Linked DNA regions of Sus scrofa: regions 1, 2, 3 and 5 are each linked to region 4. Evidence: chromatin contacts called from public HiChIP or PLAC-seq and promoter capture Hi-C data. All regions are on one chromosome and are shown on one strand. The core of a region is the stretch at or near the end of the contact, and the rest is flanking DNA. Distances in the headings are between cores, read along the strand shown.

Region 1 (2,756 bases), core at 109-2,608, 780 kb before region 4:
GCTGAGCCACAGTGGGAATTCCTGGAACTTATAGTTTTAACGAAAGAAGAAAATAGAGAAATATCTTCAAATGTGAAAAAACTGAAGGTCCATGACATATCCCTTCATTCTCAGTGGCAGATATTACCATTTATTAAGCCTTTTATAATGCAAAATACATTTTAACAAACAATACCATTAATGCTGCCCTTGTTAATCGTGTCTTTGGATAGTTGTCAATCTACACAAAGTGTGACAATTCAATAATTAAATAGCATTTGCTAACACCTTTGGGAAAACATCTTTGGTGAAAATAACTTTTTCGTGAAAGCATGTGTGTTGGTTGATTTGTTTCTTTAGCTGCATGACAAAACTGGAGGATGGCTTAATACAATTGGACCAAATGAAAGGAAATAAGAAATTGTGCAAGTATGTTGGAAGAACTACTGCAGATTTTCACTTACCCAAGTAGATAGAGAATGACCAAGGTAGAGAAGGAATTTTGCAGAGGTCAGGTAGTTTGCTAAGGATCCTGCAAAGACACACAAGGGGTGAGATAAAAAGCATAGTTAGTCACTTGAGTGAGCTGAGGTTGGAATGCTTATTCATTTGCTCTTATTAAACATAATTATTAAAATCCACTTTGTGCAGTAAATCACGAATATTTTATTAAGTCACCTAGACACTGATGGGTTGATTAAAAATGCAGCATGACTTGTTGATCAATAAATAACTGCATAACTTCACATACAATAAAACAACCTCTTGTTTTCAACATTTTTAAACTCCATTTCATTTTTAATAAGGCAATCCAAATTGCCCAGTCTACTCCATCCTTGCCTGTGTACAAGCCCCTTTCCCCATACCTTGAAATTCCTTTCTTCCTCAACCTCCACCAAAACAAGAGTCAAAGGAGCTACAAAGCACTCCGGTTAACAGCTGAGCCACATTCCTCCAACACCTGCTTGGAGCTGCGGGTCTCCACTGCATTGGTTCAACTCACCACAGCATCCTCCCTGGCGGTTTTGCTCTCTTGCCCTGGTCATGACACAAGGCGACCCCCACTCGTTCTTTTGCTGCTACCGCTGCCGCTGTTGCTCTTGCGGAGATGCTTGTTAGCAGGAATGCAAGGAACTGAAGAGAGCACCTCTGAAAACACAACAGCTTTGTGCAAAAAGACCGAGACAACTGTAGCAAAAACAAAAAAAGGAAAACGGCCCCGGGGTCTTCTTTAGGTCTTCTTTCCAAACTTAGCTAACACTGTAGCTGAAGTTGGAAAGGCAAAGCCTTATGGAGGCGGGTGGGAGGCTCAACAGGCGTCCGAACCGCGTCGGGTGCCCTGTGCCGCCGCCGCTGCCGCCGCCGCCGCGGGCCCGGCCCAAGCCCAGCACTTATACGGGGCCGGGGCGGGGCTCCCGCCGCCACCGCCTCTTGGGCCGCCCCCTCCCTTTCAGAGCCACCCGGGCGTCCCCGCGGCGCGAGGCCCGGGGCCAAGCCGCCTTCCACGCCCTTCTCGGGAGTCGCCGCCAGTCCGCGGCGCTAGCATTCGACTGGCTGCAAACAAGCTGCGGGCCTGCTGCGACCTTCCCCGGGTTCGCTCCACTCGCCGGGTTTTCCTTCCTCCGGGAGGCCGCGAGAGGGGCTGAGGGAGGCCAGGCGACCGGGAAGGGCAGGACCGGGAGCCTGGCGGGCGGGGAGATGCATGCCCCAAGCCCGGGTAGGGGCTGCGGGGCTGCGCTTCGCACAGGCTGCCTGGCCGACTCGGGAAGAGGGCGGCCGCCAAAGGTGGTCGTGCAAAACTCCAGGCCCGGCTTGGGGGGGGGGGACATCTTTTTTTTTTTTTTTAAACGAAAATCACTTTTAATATAAGTAGCTAAATAAACATAGTCCATGTCACAGAGGCCGCTTTCCTGGCCTTCCCATTCCGGCCCGCCTGCGGAATGTCTTCTTCCCAGGACTGCGTAGCGGGGCTTCCCTCAAAGAACCAGAATTAAGGGCCAGGAAGGGGCGCAAAGATCAGGGTCCAGACCTCTTCAGAGGAGAAAATGGAACCCTATAAGGGTTAAATCCCGCAGTGACTTAGGAACCCAGCCACCAGCCTAGAACTCGGGTCTCTGAATCCTTCCTGGAGATACAACCAGGAGGAAACGGCGCAAGCATCTCCTTCACCATCCTTCCTTCTCCCTCAGCTCCCTCTGGCCCCCGCCCGCACCTGCGCGTCGCTTCCTTCCCCACCTCTCCTCCAAATGGCCTAGAAACTGGCAGGCAGTTACTAGGAATACCGGTTATCCCAGTTGTATCCCAGTCCCGATACATCCATTCGGTGTCCTGGAAGTTCAGGTGAAGGACGCTAAAGAATACCAGACTTGAACCTTTACTGACTTTTCCATCCCCACCCCTACCTCCTCTATGCGAAAGCCCCCGTAGCTCGTTTAGCCCCCCCGGTTACCTTACCCTTCTCAATCTCACCGAAGCTCCGGGACTGGATCCTACACATTGAAACTCCAACTAGATTCCACACCCTAAACACAGGCCCGACGGTCACCTAGTAATGAAGGGAGACACACGTGAATATATGCCCTGTATCTAGACTCTCGATCAGGAGCCCCAGAGGTCGACGGGCGGGGTGCAGCTGGATTCGGTTGGGATGTGGTCTGGAGGTCAGAGATAGAGGATTTACACTTTAGCTACTGCTGTTAACTTTTATCCTTCTCAAGCCCTCTTTTTTCCTTTCTTTCACATTTTCACGTCCTTTCTCTTCAGTCCTAGAGAGGTTG
Region 2 (2,700 bases), core at 12-2,511, 560 kb before region 4:
TTGGGGACAAGGGGAAGCAGAGCTACATTATACTTGGAACAGCGCTGATTTAAAAATATATAAACTCTTTTCAGAGTTCCAGTAGTGGTGCAGCAGAAACAAACTGGACTAGGAACCATGAGGTTGCCGGTTCGATCCCTGGCTTCGCTCAGTGGGTTAAGGATTCAGCGTTGCCCTGAGCTGTGGTGTAGGTCAGAGACACGGCTGGGATCCTGCCTTGCTGTGGTGTAGGCAGGCAACTGTAGCTCTGATTGGGCCCCTAGCCAGGGAACCTCCATATGCCGCGGGTGCAGCCCTAAAAAGAAAAAAAAAAAAGTACATAAACTCTTTTCTATTACGTAATTAGCAGTGGGAGAGGAATTTCTCATAACTCCATCCAACAAGCATTTCTGAAGAGTTCATTGTCCATTTCTCCCTCCAAAAACATATAGGCTTACGGTAATGAAAGTTGGTTATGCTAAAACGAAACAAAAAAAGTCTCAATTTAAATGTGTAAACATTGGTTCTAATCTAAATATCCATCGTGTATCATAGCTTACTTTTATATGCTGTGAGTTCTACTTAGAAAATGTCGCCACTCAAAATGCTTTTCCCACTTTAAACAGGATAGCACTAAAAAAAAGATGCTCGAAAGAGGCTTAAAATTTAGATTTGAGCTGGAAGGCAAAAACTGACCCAACCCTATCCCAGAAAACCTTTTCTGGGAGTCTGCCGCGCCACTTCAGGACTAACAATGACTTCACAGAGTAAAGAAGACCTATAGGTGTCTGAAGACCAGGGACCCGCAGCGACCCCTTTGAGGAGCCTCCCGCCCGCCCGCCCGCCCGCCAGTCTCAAGCAGCCCTCCACCGGCGGCTGGAGCCCCCGGCCGGTGGAAGTTCAGCAAAAGCGGCTGCTGCTACTGCCACAGCGCCCCACCCCCGCCCCTTTCTTCTCCGAGCGGCACATCCAGTCAGGGCCCGGACCGGGACTGGGGGGCAACCCTGGAAGCCACTTGGTCCGCACAGCCACACAGGGTGCCGCGAACGAAGCCGGAGTCCACTTTTTTCCTTAAAGCCGACCCAGGCGCGCCAGCAGCTCCCAGTGCCACAGGCAGCAGCACAGCCTCGGCGGCCGTTCATTCCCACTCACCCGCCGCACTCTTGGGCGGCCGGCTCAGAGACGTAAGAAGTCCGCGGCAGCGGCGGCGTCTCCTCCGGCCGAATGCTTGTGGTCAGCCTCCGCGCAGCGGCGCGTGGGGCGGCGCAGCTTGCGAAAGCTTTCAGAACAGAACGCGCTGCCACCGGATTGGTTGAGGGCGGTGCCACTCCCACGTTCGCCCGGCAGGGCGGGACTAAAGGCACGGCGCTTGGAGCCCGCCACGCCGCGCGCCCGCTGGGGCTGAGTCGTAGAACCGCGGGGCCGGGGCTGGGCTCCTGCTGGGACGGTGCCAGGACCGCTCTTGGATTGTTAATTGCCCACCTTGAACGAGTAAGAAGGTAGTGTGGTGTGGCTAAGGGGCATCCAATCTTATATGGTCGTAGGCGCGAGAGCCTCCTACCCTCAACTTGTCCCGGTCGGGGCGAGAGCGCTGGCGGCAGCCATGGGTGACCCCTCCTCCCCTCAAGGGGCGGGAAGCGGATGAAGACGGGACCGCGGGCGCGCACACGTGGAAAGCGGTTTCCGTTCAGGTGTGGGCCCCTTAGTGCTTGGTTTGGCATTTCTTGACTAAATCGTGTTTAGGCCTTTGTTGCAGCCCATTCCACAGATCCCTCTGGCAGTAGGTCTCAAAGTTGTTTGCCAGGCAGAAACTTTACTCCCTCAAAGCCATAACAGCCTGTCTTATGAGTGAGTGTGACGTTTTTATAATGTTGTATGTTGTGGCATCATGCAAGTGGGGAAAGCAAACTTTTCAGTTAAGCATAATTTTTACTGGTGTTCTGGGTCTGTCTACATGCTGAACACAGGTCCTTGTTGTATATGCTGAGGAAATGTGGGTACCAAGAATTGATCCTTTTCGAGAATGGGGAGGAAAAAAAATCAGATTATTTGGCATCATGTTTGAAATCTAATTTTATTACCTTGTCAGTACAGCTTTCAACAACATCTCAAAATTGTTGTCAGACAATGTTGACTGTATATATCTTGCTTTTTTTTTTTTTTTTTTTGTCTTTTTCTAGGGTCGCTCCCACGGCATGTGGAGGTTCCCAGGCTAGGGGTCTCATTGGAACTGTAGCTGCCGGCCTCCGCCACAGCCCCAGCAACGCGGGGTCCCTTCCTCGCCTGCAACCCACACCACAGCTCGGGGCAACGCCGGATTCTTAACCCACTGAACAAGGCCAGGGATCGCACCGGCAACCCTGTGGTTCCTAGTGGGATTGGTTAACCGCCGAGCCAACACAGGAACTCCTATCGGTTCTGTGAAACCGATTGGGTTAGATTTATTATGTTCTTTAAATAAATTGTTTCATTATATTCTACTTAAAGTCTATGACTCTGATCTCTACTTCTTTTTAGGTTCACTGTTCTTAACTGATTTTCCTGATCATCAACACTCTTTCAGCAAATATGGAAGATTGATTCCTGACATTCTTAAACATTCTGTGCTGTGACTCCTAAGCCTTCCGCTTTTCAAAATATACCATTTGATACACATACAGTAGAATGCTTGTTATGTTCCAGAGGTCATGCTAGAGATATGAGATTAATATAAAATCTCTA
Region 3 (2,781 bases), core at 179-2,678, 590 kb before region 4:
GTTTTTTTGTTTTTTGTTTTTTTGTTTTTTTGTCTTTTCTAGGGCCCCACCCACAGCAAATGGAGGTTCCCAGGCTATGGGTCTAATCGGAGCTGTAGCTGCCAGCCTACGTCAGAGCCACAGCAACGCGAGATCCAAGCCGCGTCTGAGACCTACACCACAGCTCATGGCAACGCTGGATTCTTAACCCAGTGAACAAGGCCAGGGATTGAACGTGCAATCTCATGGTTGCTAGTCAGATTCATTAACCACTGAGCCAGGGGAACTCCATAAGGCGTTTTTTTTTTTTTTTTTTTTTTTTAATCAAACAATAAAGACAAAACATAACTAATAAACATTTGTGCCTTCCATTTCCCATAATCATCTTTCAAAATAAAAATTAATCATTTAATTAAATACAATCGAAGTCACATAAGACATATAAAACACAATGTAAGATGCAGTCCTCTAACAAACAAGTGTTCTCAGAGTTCCTGCTGTGGCTCAGCAGGTTAGGAACCCAACTAGTATCTAGGAGGATGTGGGTTAGATCCCTGATCTCACTCAGCTGGTTAAGGATACAATGTTGCTGCAAACTGCAGCAAAGTTGGGGCTTGGATCTGGCATTGCTGTAGCTGTGGCCTGTGCCAGCAGCTATATAGCTCTGATTAGACTCCTAGCCTGGGAACTTCCATATGCCATGGGTGCGGCCCTGAAAAGACAGAAGGAAAAAAAAAAGTGTTCTCATAAAGCTCATCTTAAAAAGAACATCTCAATTAAAACGACCAAACCTAATACCTATCTTATGCATTAATTATAATTTTTAATTCAATCATCATTTTGGCCACAGGTTTATCATAAGAGATCGCTCCAAATCTTTCCCCCAAAATAACAGTCCATCGTTAAAGCACCTAGTTTTCGTCACACTGCCAAGTATATAGTTTCATGCCCCCAAATCAACTGAATCTTCCAGATGTTAAGCAAGCTCTTTCCCTAACAAACTAATGGAGGCAATGTAAAAATACATATATATTGGAACTTTGATTGCTCCACAGGGGCAGGGGGCATCCAGGGATTGGAAACCAAACAGCTCCAGAGGGTGCAGCCCAGACAGACACGCCAGGAGAAATTAGATTTATAGTCATTAAATCCTGCCAAGGAAACTTGTGCGAAGCCCTTCTCTTTCGGGCCAAGAAAGATCACAAGTGAACCTTGGGTACTTCGCCAGTGCTGGTGGCGGCGAGAGGCTGTGACTGGACCTGCTTTTTTAGGCGCGCAAAAAAGTGGGGAGAAAGGGTGAGCAATCTTACCCACCTTCCTTGTGAAGGACCAGTAGCTAGTACTCGTCTTCTTTCCGTACCAAAGACGCTCAACTGCCCTTCTCTGCGCAAGAAAGCCCGAATCCGTCGCCCCGGAAGTGATGTCATCAACCCAGTGCCAGAGTGCTGTCGCCAAGGTCAGCTGCTAATTCCCTAGAGGGCGTCACTCCTAGTGTAAATAACAGGCAGAAAGGCTGTCTTAACCCAAAAATGCTGTGCGTGAGCTCAAGTGAGGCTTCCAGATTTGTAGGTAAGAAGACCTTTAAGGTCACATGCCTAGTGACTAATCTAGTGGAGACTGGACACAGATTTGACTACGTAGCATTTAGTTCTAAACATTACGCTATAAAGAAAAAAATTTTTTGCCTCCGGCTGTAATTTGGACGCCGCTATGAGAAAAGTATGCGGTGCATTATTCATCATTCCATTCTAGACAAACTATCGCCAATTCTAAGTGTTGTGTCTTGAGATATCTAATAGTTTCAGAGACATGGAGTGCAAACTAGGGACACTCATAAGGACTTGTGCTGAGTTCTCCCCAAACACAAATTCTTTTGGTCTGACAGTCTAAGTTAATTTCACTTACTCAGATGAAGTAAAAGATATGGGGCTGGCTCGTTTTTTTACGTTTAAAAGTGCTGGGATGGTGGAGGGGGCGAGGGGGATGGTGATATTTACTTACCTTTAAGAATTGTAATATTCCTGTTTTCGTAGTGCATTGTATGGTCTTTGCTTACTCTGGAGGCACCTTCAGCAGAGTATGTAACCCTATCATTGTACCTCCTTCAGTCTGTTTTTATTGGTATGTGAATTTTTTAACCATTCTAGTCTTATCCTCTGCTAGGCTTTTAAGTTTTTACTAAGCAAAGACCTTATAAATGCAAGGTTGGTCAGAGATGGTATTAAGCCCTTGGTAAGAGGTAGGAAAGTCTCTTATAGTCTAATGGCAGATAATGTAATTCATAATTACCAGATGTGTAAATTTAAAATTACCTGAGTATTAGTAAGAATTTTTTGGTAGGACTTATGTCCATCAAAAATTTCATTTTTGTGTTATAATAACCATAATTAACAATAAAGTAGCACTTATTATGTGCCAGGCACTGTTGCAGGTTAATTTATTTCTCACAACAATCCCATGTGGTAGTTACTGTCCTCACTTTACAGATGAGACAACTGGACCACAGAGTTTGGATGATTTGCAGGTCATTACAGTGAGTACAGAGCTAGGATCAGAAGTCAGGACATCTGCTCTGGAGTCTGTTTTCTTAATTGCCAGAGGTAAAATAGCTAGTATTTTCCTAAAGATGCAATGTTGATCCAAAAGAGGAAAAAAGAAAAATTAAGACCTAAATATTAGGAAAAATTACTCATCCTGATTGCATATAATAGGTCATAAGTTATTTTCTCTCATATACTGGAATTTAGTCTGAACGTGAAATCTTTCACATGTGGTATTGCTTTTCTTGCAACTTAAACTGCA
Region 4 (2,700 bases), core at 162-2,661:
GCTCTCTGAGCTGGTGGTTACAGGCACAGGAACACTGATTTCAAGGTATTAAAAAAAAAAAAAAAAATACCATGAAGGAAAGCAACTTTTTGATTGTTCTGCAATACTGAATACCAGGTTGGTGGATACAATGTTAATTTAAACAACTAGACACATTGCCCTAAAGCAGTAACTAGCTTCAAAAAAAAATTTTTTTTAACTCCCATCCCCTTCCCCTAGGCAAAATCCACGGCTAAAAATCCCAGGAACTTCAGCTGTGGAGGATATCAGACTGTTCTCTCTTCAAGTGGTCCCAGCTGCTACCTGGTAAGGCATGGGGGCAGGCTGTAGGCCTCAAAACTGCTGCATCCTAACTTTCTACAGTGATCGCTACCAGGTTTCCTCAGCTGAGCTCAAGCTGCACTGAGTAGCACTTTCAAAAGTTAAACGTATTTGCTGCAAGGTCCTTTCGTGGCTCAGCGGTTAATGAACCCGAACCCGACTAGTATCCATAAAGATGAGGGTCTTGGCCTTGCTCAGTAGGTTAAGGATCCAGCGGTGGCGTCAGCTGTGGTGTAGGTCTCAGAAGTGGCTCGGATCCAGGGTTGCTGTGGCTGTGGCAGGCAGCTGTAGCTCCGATTCGACCCTTAGCCTGGGAACTTCCAGAGGCAGCGGGTGCGTCCCTTAAAAAAAAAAAAAAAAAGTTAAGCATATTTGCACACACACAAATCTCTATGTCCACAACACTTGCCTAAAAGTTCCAGATACCTATACTAACACTGGAAGCATGCGACAAGTGCTGAACAACATTCACACCATGCGCACAGGTGCAACAAACAACCGGCAAAGAAGGAGCATTTGCTGGCAACACAAAACACGCCACAACATTCTTCCAAGTTTCCAAAGGAAACCCCGCTTTTCCTCCAAACTTACTCAACTTTGAAGGATAGAAAAGGGAATCAAAGGAAAAAAGGAGTGCGGGGGTCAAGGCTGCACAAGACCCAGAAAGGCTAAAAACGAAGGTGATGCTGCAAAAAAAGGTTCCAGAAGGAGTAAGAGCGAGACCTGGAAAAGGGCCGAGGTTGGCCCGGGCAGGCCAGGGCTCAGGTCTGAGAGCTGCTCCTCCACCGGCAACTCCGAAACTTCAAGGTAAGGTAGTCCCCACCCCCGACCATTTCCGCCTGGGGGAGGGTAACCAATAGGCCTATATTCCTTGCTTACTCACCTGGACGTGAAGCTCCACACCTTCCACAGCCCCATAGCCAAAACACTAGAAAGCAGCCGGCCCCAGCAGCGCACTGACTCTACACGCCGCACGTCGGACCCGCCCACAGCCTCCTGGCGCCGCGGAGCACAGACTACAAGCCCTCCAGCGGGCCAGAGAGGCCCAGGGCGGGACTTCGGCTGCGCCGCGCCGAGGGGCGGAGCGTGAACTACAGGCGTTGGAACTAGATTGAGAACGGGAGAGGAGGAGCGTGGGAAGGGGCGGGGCCTGGGCGGGGCCATGCCGGAATAAAAGCGAAAGGAAAGCTTCCGCCGGGTGCAAGCACCTGGCGGATACCTTATGCCGGATGCAATATTAGGAGGGAAAAGAATATGCTCTACAGGCTGTTAGGAAAACCCCAAGTGTTCTTCCAGGCTTAGCCTGCTTAGACTGACTAGCATAGATTGACAGGGAAAGACCTTTCTGAAATCTTAAGATTTTTTAATTAAAAATGTAAATTTAGTATTCTTTTCTGAGAATCAATCAGATGAAATGCACTTAGGGAGAGGAGGACTTTGATGTAGTTTATTCCTAGCCTAATTTAGCAGAACCTCTTTCATATTAGGATTGGAATAGTCCCAGTTTTTTTGAAAAAGTTATAGAAGTTACCGTCAACAGAGAAAGCGTAATTGCCTCTAGAAAACAGCTTACTCTTGAACCCAAAATTTAACTCATCCACCAGGATCTACTATTACGTAGATTCCTAGAAGAATGCTCCTCTGTATCCAGATAATCCTAAAGGTCCAGCAACAAAAATTTCATCACCACCGAAATATTATCAGGAAGGAGGAATTCAGGGAAGAATTTCAGAGAGAATTTAAGTAGTCTTAGCAAGTGGACGTCTAAGAATATACTATCAAGTCTTTGGTCAAAATTTCCCTTTCCAGGAATTCCCGCTGTGGCGCAATGGGATCCCAGGCGTCTTGGGAGCTCTGGGTGACAGGCTGGATCCCTGTGCCTCACAGTGGGTGGAGGATCTGTCGTTGCTGCCGCTGTGTCTTGGGTTGCAGCTATTGCCTAGATCTGATCCCTGGCCGGGGGAACTCCATGTGCCATGTGCCTTGGGGCAGCCAAACATTGCGGTGGAGGGGCGGGGGAGGGCAGTTACCTTTCTACTAGATCAAATATAATTACCAAATATCCACTGAACAGAGGACAAACAGACATCACAGGAAGAACTCCTGACCTGCAATTCAGTTTTTAATTGGCACAGGAAATTGCTGTTTGACATCAGCATCTGACATCGCCCTCATTCAGTGTGCAGAAAGAAAAAAAAAATCATCAGCGTGGTTTATTGGAAAGAACGTGAGCTTTCTTGTAAGCCCAAGATCAAATCTTCCCTGTTCCCCTAGCTTCATGGGTGTGCAACCAGGGTCTCACAAGGCTCCATGCTTAGAAGGACCCTGCGTTTGATTTAATGCTCTGCTCTTAGTAATTTTTGAACAAGGGACTATGCA
Region 5 (2,700 bases), core at 198-2,697, 960 kb before region 4:
CCCAGTAACACGTCTCTATTCCACAGAACATTCTCTCAAAATAAAAAATGCAGATATTCTTCAACCCCACAGCTTTTCTAGGAATCCCTCATACAGCAATAGTGTCATAAATCTGTGCCCTGTATCACTATTTGCCACTTTTTGAAAAAATGGAAATGACTATCCACCTTTGAGAGAATGACTTAATTGTGGCATATTTACTCGATGAATGCTATGCAGTCATTAAGAAAAAGAGATAAAAATCTGTATACAATGCAGTGAAAGCATTATAGAGGGGGAAAAGGGATACATGGTGCCTTACATTCAAGAATAATGTTAAGGTGTATATACGCTTAGAAAAACATCAGGAAACATACACGCCAAACCTTTAATGGTTAAGAGATATTCATGGGGTGTAGGATGGACCAAGACCATTCTACTTCTGCACTGAATTATTTTATATCAAATTTGTATTAACGTTGCATTTTAAAAATACTGTTTTTTAACGTGCACTACCTTAACAAACACATATTCATTAGGTTAAGCCTAAACCGCCTCGGAAACTGGCCTTTCATATTACTGTTTTATTTTCTTCAGCACACAAATTGTGATTGTCACATTAAACATTTTTATTGTCTCTCTCTCCCATTGAAGGTAATAAGGCAGGGATCACATTTGTCTTGCACTGTGTCTCACATGTAGAAGGTTCTCAATAATTATTTGCCTCCAGAAAGACTAAGGAGATCCACGTACAAGGCAGATCTCCTGTTCCTGTTAAGGTGACGCTGACAGTGGCTCTTCACCTTTAGGAGTGGTAGGGAGCCAGTACAGAGGGCATTGGTAAATGTTTAAATTAATGAATGAAAATGAGCACCCCTTAATATACAGGAACAACAAAAATGATACACATACGTTTATAAAAAAGAAACGGATGTGGAGACATTAACTTTCTCAGCATTCAGGGCTTCGGAAGCTAAAACCACGGAATTTGGCCAGGATAGAGTGGAATGTCAGATCGGCCGACCGGGGAGAAAAATAAGAACCAGAATCCCGGAGGAGCTAGATGTCCAAAGGAAAAGGCAAGGCTCTGCAGCTGCGAAGATTCTGTAGGAACGTGAGCTACGCTTAGAGGAATAGGGCAAAGAGACTGCTAATGAGAGAAACAAACAACTGTAGAGAATTCTACCTCCCCACCCAAGAACTCAACCGTGAGACCAAGAAAGCTTTTGGCTCACAAGGCAGGCGTCATCACGAAGCGCCCGATTCAGAAAAAGGGGAAGCTCGGCGAGGATGGGAAAGGACCGGTGGTCACGTGACACAGTTTGGTTCACCTTTCCCTTTCAGCGGAAGAAGCTATAGTCAGACTGATAAATCCAGAGAGAAAGTTATCTGTACTAAATAAAATTTTAGGAGAATCTAACATAAATGCATTGCGTCTTTGACTACATTTCACTTTTACCTTTCTTCACAGGCGTCCTAATGAGCGGTTGCCCAAACGAAAGATGGCCCTGCAGGCGCAGGGTCTTACCATAAAGAGTTACCATAGAGACTGAGGCCTAGAAGAGCCCCGAGTGGGAGTCTGTAGGCGGGACAAACGCCCTGTCAACCGGCTTCCGTCCAGGAAGCTCGGGGCGGGGCCTGCGCTTGCGCGAAGATGGTGGCAGAAGAGAGTCTCCGCGTGGTTCGCTGTGGCGGCAGCGAATTGAACTTCAGGAGAGCGGTGTTCTCTGCGGATTCTAAGTATGGGTGCGCCGCGCTTTGCCGCCAGGCTGAGGGGCGTTGAGTCCACCACCTGGGAGCGGGGGGGAGAGGAAGAACTATCCGGCGCGTCCGGGCTGGCGGTTCTGGTCTCGGGAAGGGGCGCGCCCGGAGCACTCCAGGCCCCAGGAGGAGCCGGTAGCTGTTAAGAGGAATGAGATACCTGTTAGTCCAGTGGCACTGCAGACTGGGGCGCGCGCGCTTCTCCCTCTCCAGATCTGCAGGTAAATTGAGGGGCCCCCGGGAGCGGACCCACGTGTCTAGAATCGGCTGGTCGTTGGGGCGGCTGGAAAATGATCCAGGTACAAAATATGTATGCCGCTGTTCTTGCAGTACCATGAGTATCCCTTTTTGGGACCGAATCATGATTTGGAATTCCTGAACGATTAATTATTGGGAGTTCTCCACATATCCTACCCCCTAAAAAACCATTCTGGTCACCTTTTTGGAGCTTTGCGTGGAAAATATTAGATTCTGTGTGGGATAAAAGCATGTTTAAGCCCTGGTCCCCTTCATCAGGAGTTCAGTGTAGCTGGATGCTAAACTAGCGGGTTCGAAACCCGGTTCATCTATTCTGTGCCTCTGCAGGTTCTTAATCTCTGCCTCAGTTGCCTCTATAAAACGGGAGTATTTGGTAATCCATCTCATAAGGTTGTTGAGAGGATTAAGTGCCTAAATACTTAGCGCATCGAACAGTGCCTGGCACTTAATGGTTCAATGTAAGTCAGCTGTCATTATTATTACTGCTGTATTGTCAGCGTCATCTATAAGTGACAAAATGAGATTTTCAGTCAGTGATGGATAATTAAAACCCTTTCTATTTTAGAAAAGTAGAGATAGTGGTCTGTGAAGGTTTGTATGGCCACAATATCTTGTTTATGGGTCTTTAGCAGATAGCTACTGAATGCATGCATGAGTGACTGAAGGAGCTTTCATAAATTAGCTTAGTGGCCAAAAAAAAGG

The links. Promoter capture Hi-C pulls out the DNA fragments that hold promoters and counts their contacts. HiChIP or PLAC-seq counts read pairs in DNA pulled down with a chosen protein or histone mark.
Region 1: a contact with region 4 is called in a promoter capture Hi-C map of liver, with 3 times the contacts expected there. The contact joins the promoter of SLC40A1 here to the promoter of HIBCH in region 4. A contact is called at or near these places in 1 of 5 promoter capture datasets (liver) and 1 of 47 Hi-C or Micro-C datasets (embryonic fibroblasts).
Region 2: a promoter capture Hi-C map of fetal liver shows a contact between it and region 4, with 4 times the contacts expected there. The contact joins the promoter of ORMDL1 here to the promoter of HIBCH in region 4. A contact is called at or near these places in 2 of 5 promoter capture datasets (fetal liver and liver) and 1 of 2 datasets of contacts at active chromatin or transcription factors (skeletal muscle).
Region 3: an H3K27ac HiChIP or PLAC-seq map of alveolar macrophages shows a contact between it and region 4. The contact joins the promoter of PMS1 here to the promoter of HIBCH in region 4. A contact is called at or near these places in 1 of 5 promoter capture datasets (fetal skeletal muscle) and 1 of 2 datasets of contacts at active chromatin or transcription factors (alveolar macrophages).
Region 5: a contact with region 4 is called in a promoter capture Hi-C map of liver, with 5 times the contacts expected there. The contact joins the promoter of WDR75 here to the promoter of HIBCH in region 4. A contact is called at or near these places in 1 of 5 promoter capture datasets (liver), 2 of 47 Hi-C or Micro-C datasets (heart right ventricle and liver) and 1 of 2 datasets of contacts at active chromatin or transcription factors (alveolar macrophages).

Annotation. Positions count from the first base shown.
Region 1 is chr15:94,160,435-94,163,190 of Sscrofa11.1, forward strand. It overlaps SLC40A1 (solute carrier family 40 member 1), which reads right to left and starts at 1,359. Exons shown (of 8, transcript XM_003483701.4): 1 at 983-1,359; 2 at 444-511. The coding sequence starts at 1,025.
Region 2 is chr15:94,376,070-94,378,769 of Sscrofa11.1, forward strand. It overlaps ORMDL1 (ORM1-like protein 1), which reads right to left and starts at 1,262. Exons shown (of 4, transcript XM_001926349.6): 1 at 1,132-1,262. All of the region lies in intron 2 of PMS1 (PMS1 protein homolog 1), which reads left to right.
Region 3 is chr15:94,350,175-94,352,955 of Sscrofa11.1, forward strand. It overlaps PMS1 (PMS1 protein homolog 1), which reads left to right and starts at 1,429. Exons shown (of 14, transcript XM_021075394.1): 1 at 1,429-1,548. OSGEPL1 (probable tRNA N6-adenosine threonylcarbamoyltransferase, mitochondrial) reads right to left here. Exons shown (of 8, transcript XM_021075405.1): 2 at 1,294-1,467. The coding sequence starts at 1,406.
Region 4 is chr15:94,939,951-94,942,650 of Sscrofa11.1, forward strand. HIBCH (3-hydroxyisobutyryl-CoA hydrolase, mitochondrial) reads right to left here and starts at 1,412. Exons shown (of 14, transcript XM_021076263.1): 1 at 1,205-1,412. The coding sequence starts at 1,239.
Region 5 is chr15:93,979,607-93,982,306 of Sscrofa11.1, forward strand. It overlaps WDR75 (WD repeat-containing protein 75), which reads left to right and starts at 1,448. Exons shown (of 21, transcript XM_003133536.4): 1 at 1,448-1,719. The coding sequence starts at 1,634. It also overlaps a transcript of COL5A2 not described here.